Linked DNA regions of Drosophila melanogaster: region 2 is linked to region 1. A link is a contact called in public Hi-C data. All regions are on one chromosome and are shown on one strand. The core of a region is the stretch at or near the end of the contact, and the rest is flanking DNA. Distances in the headings are between cores, read along the strand shown. Region 1 holds the start of Lar (Leukocyte-antigen-related-like). Region 2 has its middle 13 kb from the start of CG10651.

Region 1 (7,494 bases), core at 1,544-4,043:
TTTTCACTGCAGTCCAGCGTTCCCTGGGCGATGATTTCCTTTAGTGCATCGACGATCTTCTTCAGCAGCAAAGTCTGACTCAAACGCGCCTCGAGCATTTTTCCAATTTTCAAAATTGACAATCGCTGTCCCGTTAAATTCACAATTGGAAACAAACAAAATGAAGCCAGTCAGCTGTTTCGCTGCAAGTGTAGAGATGCCGGACTGCTGCGGAGTTAAGAACAAAGCTTGTTAGATTAGTTTCGGTTGCGGATTTAAGTTCATTTGATGTCTGATGATGAAGCTAGTGAACATAGATCTTAGAATTTGACTTAAAGCTGTAGGTTAATCCTTTTCTATTTAAGGGTATCCAATTGAAATCACTTAATCCGACTGATCTGGCAGCATCTGCAACACTGGTTCCGGCTCCAGTTCTAGTTCGAGATCCAGTTCCAGCTCGGATCCAGCCATCCAATCCAATATGTTTACGCTTTATTTATTTATTTGTTTATTTATAACCAACTGCTGAGCTCCCCGATGGCCGCCGCGCAGGTGGAGATGCACGCTGCTCCGGCGGCTCCCCATGTCGATCGAAATCCCAGCAGCGACTGGCGACAGTGGTGTCGCCTGTGCGCCAAGGACGACGTGCAAGGCAACTTGAATGTGTTCCTCAAGAACGAGGATTCCGGCGAGGCAGCCTCCATGGAACTGGCCACCGCCATTGGCAAGTACTTCTGGGTGAATGTGAGTGCGCTCCTCGTGGCTCCTTGGATTTCCACAAGCTAACCAGCTTATCTTGATTTCTCTTGCCCCATCATCAGATAACTCGAGGTGAAGAGCTGCCGGAGACGATATGCAGTGAGTGCCTGTCGCTGGTCACCTCGCTGGTGAATTTCTCGGAACGGATTACCCGCGTGCAGAAGCTTTACTGCATCCTGCAGAGCACGCCCAGCCAGGAGAGGCCAAATCTCCACGAGCTGCGCTCGAAATTTGGTTTGCTGGACGAGGAGACGCAGACTGAGGTGCACTATGTGGACAAGAAGCCGAAGTTGGATGAACAGCTCGAGTTTCTGCCAGAGGAGTCGCCTTACGAGCTGGCAAACCCACTAACGCCAGAGGAAAAGCAGGAAAGCGTAGATCAGGAGCAGGATCAGCCGACGGAGGAGCCAGATGAGCAGGATGCCGACTACGAACCGAATGAAGATCGTGTACTAATGAGCCTCTGCGATGTGTATGGCATTCAGGAGGATAACTCTTCTGCTGGCAGCTTGGATGGCTCCTCGCCGAGTACCGAAAAAGCTGGAGAGGATGCAGCAGACTCTGAGAAAAGACACCAGTGCAACGAGTGCTTGCGAAGCTACGCCACGTCCAAAACCCTGCAGCGCCACCTGCGCCAGGATCATGGCCAGACTGAGCCCACAACCGAGCAGCTGCAATGCCCGGATTGCCCCAAGAAGTTTCGTCTACACTACCAGCTGGAGAGGCACATGAAATGGCACGTGCCCCTGCCCAAGCGCAAGCAGTACGCCTGTAGCAGTTGCGACAAGAAGTTCGCCACCAGTGCATCCGCCCAGCAGCACGAGCAGTACATGCACCTGGATGAGCGGCCGCGGCCGGTGATTTGCGAGCAGTGCGGTGTGGGTGTGCACTCGATGAGCGCGCTCAAGGAGCACGTCCTCAAGCACACGGACTACGCCCCCTTCGAGTGCGAGGTGTGCAAGAAGTGCTTTAAGTCGGCCAATCGTCTGAAACACCACAAGGAGACGCATGATCCGCACAAGTACATCTGCCCCGAATGCGGAATGCAGCTGAATTCGCGGACCACCTTGAATCGCCATCGACTGGTGCACACGGATCAGATGCAGCACAAGTGCGACTACTGCGGCCGGGAGTTTAAGCGCGCCAAGGCGCTGAAGAATCACCTCATCCTGCACACAGGACTGAAGCCTTACTCCTGCGATTTTTGCGACCGCACCTTTGCCAACGGCTCCAACTGCCGCACGCACAAGAAGAAGTCGCATCCCGAGGAGCTGGCTGCTCAAGAAGCGGCGGGCGGCGGCAGGTCGCACAACAGAAATATACCCAAGCTGGAGGCGCTCAAGGCATTGTAGGTTAACCAAAATCGTACATATAATGACAATTTCTAAATGATTCCATTACAATTCCGTTTGTAGCACCAAGAACAAGGACAATCTGTCGCCGGTGGCCACCAAACAGAGTGGCTGCTTCGCCTTCGGCAAAAAACCGAGGCCAGCCACCAAGGATACTCCAGCTTCGAATCCCGCCGTCATCCAAGATGCTCAGCCTGAACCAGCGCCTGATCCCGGAGGGGAGAACGCCACCCAAGCTGATACCCCAGCTGCGGCTATACCCACGTTAGATAATATTTATAACCATATCATGATCGACTATCGCTGACCCCCCACTTGAGTTCACCCCTTCAAATAGCACAAGTTTGAAGTTTTGTTTCCAAATTCGCCGTATGTTGTGTATTTATAGCTGTTTAAAGATATAGTTGAGATTGTTTTGCATACACTAGAATGTGTAAGTCGACTTAATAATTAATTTAAAGTATATGAGCTAATGTAATTAGAAAGAGAGCTTCTACGGGAAATTAAATATTTTGCTTATGAGTTAGGATCTTTCTATTTCGGGTACATTTTATTGTTTATGGTTCCGGAATAACTCAAGTGCGCGAGCGGGAAAGTGGGATTTGAACGCATCCGTGGATGGCGCATGTGCTCTGGGTTCCGGAGTCGGAATCTGAGGCGAAGCGAAGCCACCCCCATTTGAATCCTGTCCTGGTATAAAGGAATTTAGTTCAGTTGACAGCGTGCGCCTTCTCGTGTCCTGCTCTTGATGAAAACTTTTGCCGAAAACCAGTAAATCGAATTGAAAGCCGTTGAGATGTGTGAAAAGCCCAAGCAAATAATCCCTGAATCCAACATGACCAAATTGGGCAGTAAACAAAGTGTGGAAAAGGAAGTGTGAAGTGCGTCCCTTTACTCCGACGTGCGAGCCGAAAAATCAAAAAAATCGATTTATCCCCCAATAAAAACAAAGTGCACTAAATGCCCCAAAACGAACGATGAACTTCAAATAACCAAATTTGGGCTGCGAAGTGTGAAAAGTGGATTGAAAACCGAAAGCTTTACGAAAAAATAGTCTTTCAATTAAATATTCAGTGAAATTAGTTGAGAGTGGGTGCGAAAATCAAAAGAGCAGGCAAAGCAGCTGACACAAGAACCTAACAAAAGATCAAATCAAAAATACGAAGTGTAAGTAAAAAAAAATGATCTTAAACAAATTGTTAACGTTACGAAAAGTAACACTTTTAAGTAAGTTAAAAGTTCCTGCGCAGCCCTGGTCCGCGACTCCACAGCTGTTTCTGTGCCACCCCATCCCTGGTTTCGGATTTTCGGAATCAGTTCGCTCGCGAACCACACGAAAGAACAACACCAACATCGCTTTGGCTGCGCGAAATTATCAAAAAATTATTGTTTTTCGTCACTCTCAGCTCGTATTTGTTGTGCAAAGTGTTGCTATCGGTGTTCCGAGTACCAGCAAAGTGAGCGTTTTCGAATTGCACCCTGTATATCGAGACTTTTTGTCGGCGTTTTTCCCACTTGTTTTTTACGCACACTACGCGCCACTTGCATGTGTGTGTGTGTGTTTGTGTGTGTGTTTGAGTGTCCGTGTGAATAAAAATCGATTCTGTTGTAAGTTTTTGCCATTAATTACTCCGCCATATACTAAAGCCACTGCTACGAATCGATGAAAATGTGTAACATGTGTGCGAGAAACCCAAAACCCAAAACCCAACACCCAGCAGCATGGAAATCTCGTCGTGCTGCTCGCAATTGTTGTTCCAAAACCAAAGCAAACCAAACCAGTCCCATGAAAATTCATAGTTGCGTGGGCGGACTCGAAGTTGGCCAGCGGAGACGGTGGCAAAGTCCCAGAGTCGCCTCCAAAATGTGTCTGGTGTCCGTAATCCGACGCAACAGTGCAGTGTGCCTTCCGAATCGGTGCAGCAAGCCCGCTTTTAACTCTTCTTCATTCGGAGATCTATGAAATCAAATGGGTGGTGATTGTGTAAATCAGAATGTCAGGATTGAGGGTCTATAAAGATTAAGAAATAGAGTGCCTAACATTGCCCAAAATATATTAAGTTATTAGTATAGCTCAGCACGGACATTTGCCAAATCGGTTTGCATTGCCAACTCAAACCTTTTTGGTTTGTACTTAAAGATACTTTAGCTATGAAATCTAATCAAAAAGTATCTTTCAAAGAGCGTTGCTTTTGACTGATACAGAGTTGCAAGTTTATGTTCTAAAACATGCCTTATATCTATTAAATTGATTAGATTAAAACTTAGATGAAATTATTGTCGAAACCATAGTATTAAATATACCCCACTTATACACTTATCAAATTCGAGCATTTGTTCCTGAAGTTTTTGGGAATCCCACAAAAATCTCAAAACATAAATAGCTTTTCATTAAGTCACGGGAATCAAGTTAAAGTTGCTAAAACTGGACGTTATGTTAAATTCACTACCGAAAATTCAGACCGAAAGTTGGAATTAAAACGCGGGCTCCTTGCGAAGTGGAAGATGCAAACAAAACTTTGAGCGGCGGGCAGGAAAAAGTGGATAGAAGCCGCGAACCGCATTATCTTGTTGGCTTGACCCAAATTGCAACTGCAACCTCTGAACTCCCGCCTGTGGCCTTTGCTTTGTCTTTGTGCCTCCAACTTTATTGTCCTTCTGGTCCCGAGTTTGGGCTCCTTGTATTTGCCACCCCAGGAAGATTGCTGCTCGCACTCTGTTTCTTTTTTTTTTTTTACGACTGCCTTCTTTTTATCATTTAATGTGCGGCAAGTTAATTGCCGAAAGAACTTTGCCAAGCTGTTGCTGCTGTCGCCTTTTATCGGTGGCAAGTTCTTAAAGTGTCTCTTTCAAGCCAGCGCCAAACTCATTTCAGCCGGGTCGAAATTAAAAACTCGCCCGCCAGCCTCATTAGTTGGCAATTATGGGGCCAAATGGCTTGTCAAAGTAAGAATTTCCTTATTGAAATTGTTTTGCCCTGCGGAAAAGCGTAGCAAGATTCAGCTTCAGCTTTCCGGTTATCAATAGGTTCGCTATTTCATTTTCCGCTTTCCTTGGCCGGACTATGGAAACGCTCATTTCCTCTCGCTCAAATGACTTTTCATTTCTATTTGGCGAAGGCGGAATTTTAATTAGATGTTTTAGCTGAATACACAGGACACCCGATACACCCTAGTGTGGAAACACTGGCTGCCGCCTGCAACCGGGATGCATGCCCCTTGGAAAAGTTTGCAGTTTTCCTTCTCGGGGTTGCTTCAAGTCCATTGACCAGGGTAGGCATCCCTAAATCCTTGCTTCGCGAGGGTGGAAGCCAATTGATTTCTGGGGGTTTCCCATCCTGTTTGCAGCCCTGCAAATAAATTGCGAATTTTAAACTTATCTGGAACTAAGATCATGATCAAAAAGAGCAGATTGGTATCAGTTTGAACTTAGTTATCTTTAATTGTAAACTCAGAATGTAGATTTATGGACAAAATGACCAAAGATGTATTCTTTCTATTGTTTGCGTACCTCTATATTATTGAAATCAGCAAACAAGAAACCAATATTTAACCTTCTAGACAAAAAGCAAGCTTATTGATAATTATGTCAGCGATTTGTATGGTATCTATTATCAAAAATTTTGGAATTATTATGTTAACATTCAGCTCTAATCTAATTGGGTCATGTTGCCAATGGATTTGTGAAATTCAAATATTCCCCAATGCTGAATTATAGTAAACTGGAAATATGAATATTTGCTAGATTATAAACGCAATATTTATGAAGACCCCAAAGTGTGCCATTCTCGCATCTGCATAAAGCATCTTTAAAGTGCCTTTTTTTTTATCTAAATCGAGTGTTCTTTATTCTTGTCAACTGCTCAGCTGGCGATCCAATAAAAGTTGACTTGCAGTGCTCTCTGCCCCATATCAACACTCATAAAATGGAAATAAGTCTTGCCAAACGCGGCCAACTAGCTTTTTATCTTGGCCGTTAGTCAATTTTATTTGCTATCTATGTGTGTGTGCTGCTATGACTGGCTTATTTAGCTTCTTGAGTAGCGCCCACGCAAAATGCTGAAATTTAATCCACTTGGCATACGCATGCAAAGGCACAAAGGCACTTCATTCACCCATTGATAAGCCTTGGTCAACTTTGTGCCATGGGCTTGGACAGGTGGAAAAGTGGTAGTAGGTGTTTGCTTCACATCAGTAATTTTCGGCTAAAAGTGCATTACATTAGAGCAGTTTAATCATCCTAAGATACTCGTGGGTTTAAAGTGCAATTTTTATAATTTAATTAACTTTAACTATACGAATTGGTCGTAGAAATAAGGGCATAAAAGGTCTGTTGAAAATTAAAAAATTATCCTATGTAAGGACTAATTTTAAGTCTTTTTTTTAGCTTGTAGATTTCCAATGTGACACATAACATTTTGTTTCGCTCTATTATAGCACAAATCCTTTAACATTCTATGTTTTAACAGTACTATAAAAATGTAAATGCTTGCATTTTGTTTTCAGTCTTAAAGTTTCATAAAAAGCTTTCAGATCACTGTGTAGAGTTTTCAAAACTGGTACAATTTTATAAAAAGAGCTTTACACCTCATTTTTGTAGGCTGTATTTGAAAAGCTCTTACTAACTTCGAAAAAAGCTTTTTATATTTGTATAAATAAACGTTAAACTCTCATACTTATAGCAAAAATTATAGGTATAATTCTATATAACAATAAGTTATTTTACTTTTCATTTTAGCGATTTTTAAGAAAGTAGTGTGAGCTAAGGCAAAAGTGCCATAAAGCCCTTCTGTATAGAAGTGCGCAGTTCGCAGTGTACGACGTAAATGAATATCTGTTATATGTGCATCCTTAGTTCTCAACCCCTAAGTATTCATTTCTGCTATAAAACACCCCGAAGCGAATGAATGAACCAATTTCCCCTTCGCTGGTGCCAAGTCTCAAATAGTTTTTTTTTTGCTCACTCAGCTGCGAAACTAATGAATGAGCTAAAAGTGCACATTCCCCTATTTGAAATCCTTGGAGTGCCTCACTTCGCCGGGGTTTCTTTCGGAATAGAAAGAAACTAGTGGCACGCATATAAATTGCACGTTATTACCCGGTGCAACTGAAACTGAAGAATCAGACAGACATTGCATCCCTTGACGGTCACATTTTTTGCAAGTATTTTTTCGCATTTGCATTTCGCACTAACTGAAAAATAAGCAGCCCAGGGAAAATGAGTAGAAAAAGGCAAAGCTTTTACTTTAATTAAATGCGTGCGTGTTGGGAGAGTCCCAATTTAGATTTGCTCTGACTTTGTTCTATATCCCCCAGATGTTGCTCCCTTGATTAACGGGCGCTCGAGCTCCTCAGCTCCTCCACTTGCCCGCTCCTCCGCTCATCCACTCCTCGATGCTCCTGGC
Region 2 (7,494 bases), core at 2,146-4,645, 530 kb after region 1:
AAATAAAACCCGAATTTTGCCGATTGATCATATTGTTACAATCGTGCACATTCGGGTACAAGCCGAACCCTGTGTTGTCTACACACACTCTCTGCAGAATTACTAGAATCTTTTTCTATCATATTTAAATTTTACGACGTTCTCATTTTATAATTGTAAATATGAAAATACATTTTTTACTCACATACATCGTACAAATATGTGAAAAAAAAAATCAAAACAATATATGTATGTACATTTCCTTACACTTCCAGACGCTATATTTTTGATCGCCATTTATTTGAATATACATATTATCATCGCGTTCGTCCGCCGCCATTTTGGGTTGCGTAAAAATCGAAAAGCACAATATGTTGGCACTCCTCTCGCATACGCGATCATATTTCGTCCCTATATATGGGAGAGATAATGAGAGGCAATCTAAATCTCCCTCTTGCTCTCTTTGTCGTGCATTGTCATTTTGGTGATCATTTTGGTTCGGTTCTTACGAAAAGCAAACGACGAAAGTGATAGAAGCTGGTAGAGAAGGGCGAAGCGTTGTCGTTGGTTTATTACGTTTCTGTTCAGTTGCATTTTGAGTCAAGATCGTAAGTGTTTTCTTAGAAATTTAGCGACGTCTTTCAGAATTGCAAGAATTTTGCAATTAAGTATCGAATACCTAATAATTATTATAAATATTTATATACATATACATATATTGTCATGCAGATGATTGCCTTTCGTCGACCAGGGTATAAATATACATAATAAATTAACACGGCTATTGTAACAAAATAAGTCGATATGAATGGCGGATTGAACAGCGCCACCATGTGAAACCACAAAGCTGCTCTCGGCATCAACGGAATGTGACTAATTGGTCTTGGGTTTCGCCCTGTACAATCTTCGGCGCAGATATTGTAGTGCCGCAGGAGGATGCAGCTCAGCCATCTGGCGAAGAGGAAGAGGAGGAGTTCGAAGAACTCGTTGAAGAAGATAAACAATAGTTAGAAAATAAGCTTAGTTGCGGAACATGAGAATGTTTTAATGTTAAACATTAAAATATTTCTAAGTTCATAATACACTTTTAAGGCCTCCCCATGGTGTTCCCTGGATCGGTAATTTTAGAAGAAACCGAGCATTTAACAGCTTTATCAGAGCTTTTTATACATGAGAAAAACTACTCAATACACTTGGACTTAGGAAATATTAATATTTGTAAAATACACATTAAAGTTTTTTTTTAAATACACATTTAATATTTTGAAAATATTTAAAAAAAAAAAACAAATGTGTATAAAAGAAATATTGTTGAGCAATGCAAGTAGTGAATTCTCATACCACCCTCAAGACTGACCGGGACTTAAAATAAATCCTACTTAATTAAAATCTTCTAAATATTACTGCCTAAACATTTCATTTCTTTAATACTCTTAATCATATAACCTTTGTAAATAAGTTAGATATTAAGAATCGTAAAAATTGATACCGATTAGATTCAGTTGCCTAAGAAGGGGAATAGTACGCTAGTCAATTAACTTAAATAATTTCGAAGTTCGTGTACCTTAGTGTTCCCAGTTAGATACCCGTTTGCTCTCATTCTGGATTATGGTTTGATCACCTCGCGGATTCAATGAATATTGAATATTAATACTCTCAGCTGCGGGATCCTCCTATGCTTGGCTGATGTTTGCTTACAGGTACTACCGCTACCATCCGTTATTAGTGGCAAGGAGACCGTTCCCAGACTGGGGTAAACAGGTGCTGCGCTAGCCGCAAACTCCTGTCCTTTGCTCTGTCCCGCCAGAAGCCTGTTCAGTCTCCACTGGATTGAGTACTGGGGAGCAATACAACTCTAACAGTAACCTTGCCACTGTCGAGAAGGCAATATTGGAAATTAACGCCAGATTGGATCAATTATTTAAATTAGTCATGGAAACGTTGAGTCCAACAAAGCTTTTCGTAATCTAGTCCACGTTCTTCATCTAAGTAACATCGCCAAAGAAGGTTCTGCAATCTTCATCAAAGCCAATATTCGCCACAGTCAAAATAAATCAACAATGCGCACTGATTTACAAGTCACCAGTCTCGATGTACCAACAAGTGGTAGTATTATCAAAATAGCTTCTCTGTATCTTCCTCCAAATAAGCCTTGGACTAAAAACGACTTTGATCAGCTACTGATCACATTGGGCCCCAAGTGTATAGCAGGAGGGGATTACAATGCTAAGCTCCAATGGTGGGCCAACCTAAGGACATGCAGTCGAGGAAAACGACTGCAAGAGGCCATCGTAACTAGTTCTAGTGAAGTTATAGCTACAGGTGAACCTACCTTTTACTCATCTAACACTAGACTGACGCCAACAGCTTTGGACTTTTTTGTCGTAAATGGGGTGCCAATAAATAAACTTTCAATTTAAACAAAATACGATCTATTTTCTGATCACCTACCTGCAGTAGCAACATTAAGCCAAATAAATCCAGAAAGAAATCCTTACTAGCTCCCGGCTCCTGTCGAAACATTTAGCATTGAGAAAGGTGACAAGCCGTTACACACTTTGCATGCTGATCATTACGTCAAGAAAAATGGAATTAAGCATATGTCTTAACAACAACTGGTGTTGCCAGACGAATTGGGCAGGTAGAGAGAATTGTTGAAAATATGCATGTAATAAAGCCAATGCACTGTTTCTCTTGGTTGCGAGGAAGTATGCTCAGAACAATGAGGATGACTTACCGTTGATGATGAACAGGATGGACGAGAGTAAACAATGATGGTGGTGGCAGCATGATAGTACAGTTGGCAACACTGCAGGAAACTATCGATAGGAGCAGAGTGCATTGGCAGAGAAGAAATCGAAAAGAACGGTTATAAAACGACAGTAGTGGAAAGGTGGATAAGTCGGTCGGTCTTTCAGAAACGATCAGTAGTGTAGTAGTGTTGCGTGAAGTTCTATCAGAGTTTGTCAAGCCAAAATTAAGTGTTATCAAGATTATTCACACATATGCCTTCTCTCTAAAACTTAACTTGGTACATTAAATAATATTAATAACCTTTAACCAATATTTAAATAAATATTACATGTATTTGATAAATGAAACATTTACACACCACTAGAAATACACTTCTAAAAACTAAATGAATGGAACCGCAGGTATTCTTTTTTACTCCATGAGCAAAATGTAAGGGAATAAGACGCATAAAGTACTTATAAAGTTAGTATTTCAACCATTTAACATCAGCCGCTAGGAGGAGCCACAAAAGTACAATTTACCGCAAGGTGGAGCAAACAATGAAAAAACAATCGCTAGGTGGAGCCATAGAACCCAAAATTGGCCTCCAGGTGGAGCCACGCGGCTGCACAAATACCGCCAGGTGGCGTAGTTTTACCCCTACATGTTGCCAACTGAGGGGAAATTGTAAGCTAAGATCCACAATGTTGTAGCTACAAAAGGTGAATTACTTTACCACTCAAGTTCGATTCAACCAGTTTCATCTGGTTTCACTCAAACCGAAGGGGCAATGTTGCTAGGGACATGTTGGTGTGTTGCCAACGCGTTCAAATCGAAGATTGGTGTGCGCATGTGAGAAAGAACCGAGTCCTGTGGATTTTCGTATTTAACTCCAATTGGACGGAACAGTCGCTTGGACTGTCGTCAGGTTAAATGTTGGATCTTGGATGGGAAATTCATTTGAATAGGCTCTAAAGGACTGACTGATGACGTGTCAGAAAGCAGCAGAAATGTTAATTAGCCGTATTTGTTTGCTCGCAGCTACGATTGCATTCCGGCCTTTGAGCTCCTTAATTAGAAATTCATTTTGAATTCACCTCCACAGACCAAATCAACTGCTCAGCAATATTTTAAATTGACCCCTTATATAATGGGCTGGATACAAGTAATCTTGTCTGAAAATTATGTAATATGCCAATGTTTGTGTGTACACACACAATTTTGTTTTCCACATATTAAACCCTTTGTTTTACGCCCACTTTGTGGGTTGCATAAGCCTCCGAGGATGATGTGTCAGAATAACCTCGGTGCCCAATTTTTATTTCCCTTGTTATACCAAAAAGTAAGTAAGCTTTTTTAAAATATAATACTCGTGATTTTTTGGATAATCTAAGCCTGGGAAATCTTCATAAATCATAACAGCCTTCAATAAAAAGCAATGTCAACTAGAGTTTCGTTTCAGATTTGATTGCATCCCTGGAGCCATCACTTTCCTCGCCTGGGTCACGTTCGACTCGCATCCTGTGGCAACTTTGCGTGCCCTTCAATGCTGGAAATTATCATATCAGCCACTTCTCACACCTCAAGTCACACACTTTCCTTCCAGCTTCTGGCGCCATTTATCTGTTGGTTCTGGACGGAAATGGGAAAAAACTCAGGAAGCCAGGGAGAAGAATTGGGTTATGCCATCGTTCAAGAAAAGTGAAATTAGCATAAAGTTCTTTCATTCTCCTCCAGTTTTGTGTACTTTTTTATTTGCTGCCGCCGCCTCAGCTTGGCTAACTTTTTGCAACGTTGTTTGCTGTCTTCTTGAGTTTGTTTGTAATATCTTGGGTGTCGTATTGGCCCTGGTTGTTGGAGCTTTTCGCCAATCAGCCGAATGGTGACCGCTAAGGGCGTTAGTTTTTTACCCCTAAGTTTGCGGGTCGCATTGTCTAATTTGGCATTGAGATATGTAAATATTTATGCCAAGGGTTGCGGTGGAAGGACTTTGAAAAAAGGACTGAAAAAGGCATTTAAAAGAAAGTTCAAAAGTCCTGTGAAAAGTTTCATTGCGGGTGAAACGTGTAAGTTGCGTTACTAATTTCATGAATTTGTAACCAAGTGAAGTGGAATTTATGAACATTCACTTTTACAAATCATGCAATCATAAAATGATTGAATTTAAAGCGCTGCAATATATTATTGAACTGTATTTTCTACATTCTCGCTATAATGCATATTGATTTTTTAAAACATAACTTAATAAACTGTCACTATACGTAGTCTAGATGACTTGCATTTTTTGATCAAACTACAATATAACTGTTAGGAAAAAGCCGAAAGCTTTAAGTTGTCAATATCCTTAATTATATGTACTTTACAAAATGTTTTAAAATTTGGATTGTTAAACGAGAATTCAGTGGGAAACGTTAATGGCGCACAATCAAAATTATTCCGTGTAATTTATTAATGCCGCGTGTGGCACAATTTGTTCCATGAAGCACGTAAAACGGATTTAACGGCCAGATAAGGCTGGACCTGTGCAGATAAAGGTAGCTATGTACATAAAGGACATCAGTTGACTGGACACGAGCCAGGATTGGCTTTAGCCACTCACCCACAAACTATTATTGTGGTCAGCAGCATATTGAGCGACTAATTAAAACTGAGCTCACATGACCTGCTTCTTCGGCTTTTGCCTCATTAATCTTTCTCCTCACATAACTTTCCGCTCAAACAGGCCAAGTATACATACAAGCTCGAAGGCAAATTGACAATGACATGAGCAGAGAAAATGTGCATAGTGCAACTCAAATTTATTGTATAACAATGCAATAATTGCAAATGGAATGGAAATATAACATATGCAATTGGGCATAGTTTCCTTGCGACTACTGTGGAGCTTAAAGCGAATAATAAAAACGAATAATATAATTGAGTGCTAGCTCCACTACATGTTTGTTTACAGTCGAAGAGTGTTGTTTTTGAAAAGCACGGCCCACCCATCAATCAGGCCTAATTGAAACGAGCCACTTTGATATGCCACTCACGTTCAGTATCAATTAATGCCACAATGAACCCATCAATTTTGAATTGCGCAGACCCAACAGATCCTGTAGGTTGGCAAATAAACATTACGATGAAATGTCGAACGGATTAATTATTTATGGCCACTCATTGCGTCCCTCACTTTGCCGGAAAAAGAAGTAGGGAAGTAGCTCCACTGGGGTCTCCGAAGAAATGTCGAAATGGTTTCTTTGCGAACTTCTCTGAAGGACTCGGAGGTCGGGCCAATTGCAAAGTTAAATTCTAAACAAATTTAATTGAAAAACTTTTCCGTTTCTTGCAATGCCAATGGACAGCTTTTTACTGGGTCCACGGGGTCCTGTGAGTCCTGTGCGTCCTGGAGCACCACGGAAGGCTACAAGTGCATATGCAATTGTTGGCCCTTGAAGTTGCAGTTGCTGTTATTATAATTTCTGGTAGTTCTCTCTTTTTTCCCAGCCAACATGCTTGCCTCGCTCGCGATTCACTTGAGACCCGTTTAGCATTTAGCTCTGCTCCTCTGACTGCTGGTGCTGTTGGCCCCTTGGCGATTTTTTCCTTATTTAATTATTGCTCGAGATGTTTTGCCCAAAAGTCACCAACGAGCTGCGAAAAGTTCTCGCTTGTTGCCGAAATTGAAATTATAACTTTTGACTACTTTCTGTTGCGTTGTGGCTCACACCGGCAAATAGTTGGATGGCTGGAGCAGTTTTGGTTTCGTTTATCTGGATCTGGGATAGCAAGTTTGGGGCATGCACCATTGAAACCTACATTAAATGCGCCGGAAAATATGGCGCATTAAATATTAATGCTTACGGAAATGTGTTTTTCCAAATTAATTATCAATCAGGAAGCAGACTTTTGAATAGAATATAAGATAGTAGGAAAAAAACAAAATTTTCCGAGTCCCAAAAGTACCCCAAAGAGTGAGTTTAAGTCTGCGATTTAACAAATTTTTCTAAATATTGCTAACTGTACCAGTAAGGTTATATTCAGAACCGTAGCAATATATTGTATCTTGCTTCTTTCAGCACAATGTTTGCGTAAAAAAAAGAGTCCCAATTGGTTTTATCAATAACAAAGTGACAGAGGTCGTCCCAGTTCTCTCAATGGCGATTATCCAATTTACTCGAACTGGTTTGCTTACGATATTATTCATGCTACTGTAAGCGTAAGTGGCCCATTATCTTCAATGAGACAGTTTTCGTATAATGGAAGTCAAATTTAAGATTATGCTAGCTTGCACACTTTAAGCAAGAATTCTAGACTAACATTTCGAGCATCTTATAAAATGATGATTATGCAACGTGGGATCAAGTTAATATTTTCCAAGTTACGATAATAGACTGCTTCACTTATATGTATGTATTTATACCTTATGCATCCGAATTTTATGATTTAATATAATTTATTTGGCAACCTTTACGTGTGACACTTCGCCCCTTAGAAAGGTTTAACTTCTTGCAATCTTTTTTATCGGTTTACTTGCAACCAACTTCTGCGATTTAATTTCGCAACTTTTCCACACAGTTATTTTCGATCAAAAGACCAAGGGTTTGCAGTCAGACAGATAGTTCCGATAGTTGGGAAGGGGTGGTGAGTGGCGGGGAGGGGAGATAAATCGTGGCTATTCAGCTTGAAAATGCCCTTAAGTTGCCTCGACTGTCTTAGTGTGCGCTAGTGCTTAAGATAAATATGCATTACCCTCAAATATATAAATGATGTGTGTGTGTATGTTGTGTGTGTACTACTTCT

What was found. A called contact is a pair of places that touch in the nucleus more often than the background predicts.
Region 2: a contact with region 1 is called in a Hi-C map of the Kc167 cell line, with 2.4 times the contacts expected there. A contact is called at or near these places in 11 of 107 Hi-C or Micro-C datasets (the Clone 8 cell line, the Kc167 cell line, the S2 cell line and 5 more) and 1 of 7 datasets of targeted methods (the Kc167 cell line).

Annotation. Positions count from the first base shown.
Region 1 is chr2L:19,583,830-19,591,323 of dm6, forward strand. Lar (Leukocyte-antigen-related-like) reads left to right here and starts at 2,794. Exons shown (of 19, transcript NM_001273668.1): 1 at 2,794-3,257. CG10366 reads left to right here and starts at 406. Exons shown (of 3, transcript NM_136151.3): 1 at 406-723; 2 at 801-2,086; 3 at 2,154-2,611. The coding sequence starts at 517. The coding sequence ends at 2,397. PCNA2 (Proliferating cell nuclear antigen 2) reads right to left here and starts at 161. Exons shown (of 2, transcript NM_136150.3): 1 at 1-161. The coding sequence starts at 98.
Region 2 is chr2L:20,117,761-20,125,254 of dm6, forward strand. No RefSeq gene overlaps it. Among named protein-coding and RNA genes, the nearest start is that of CG10651, 13 kb to the right of the region's middle.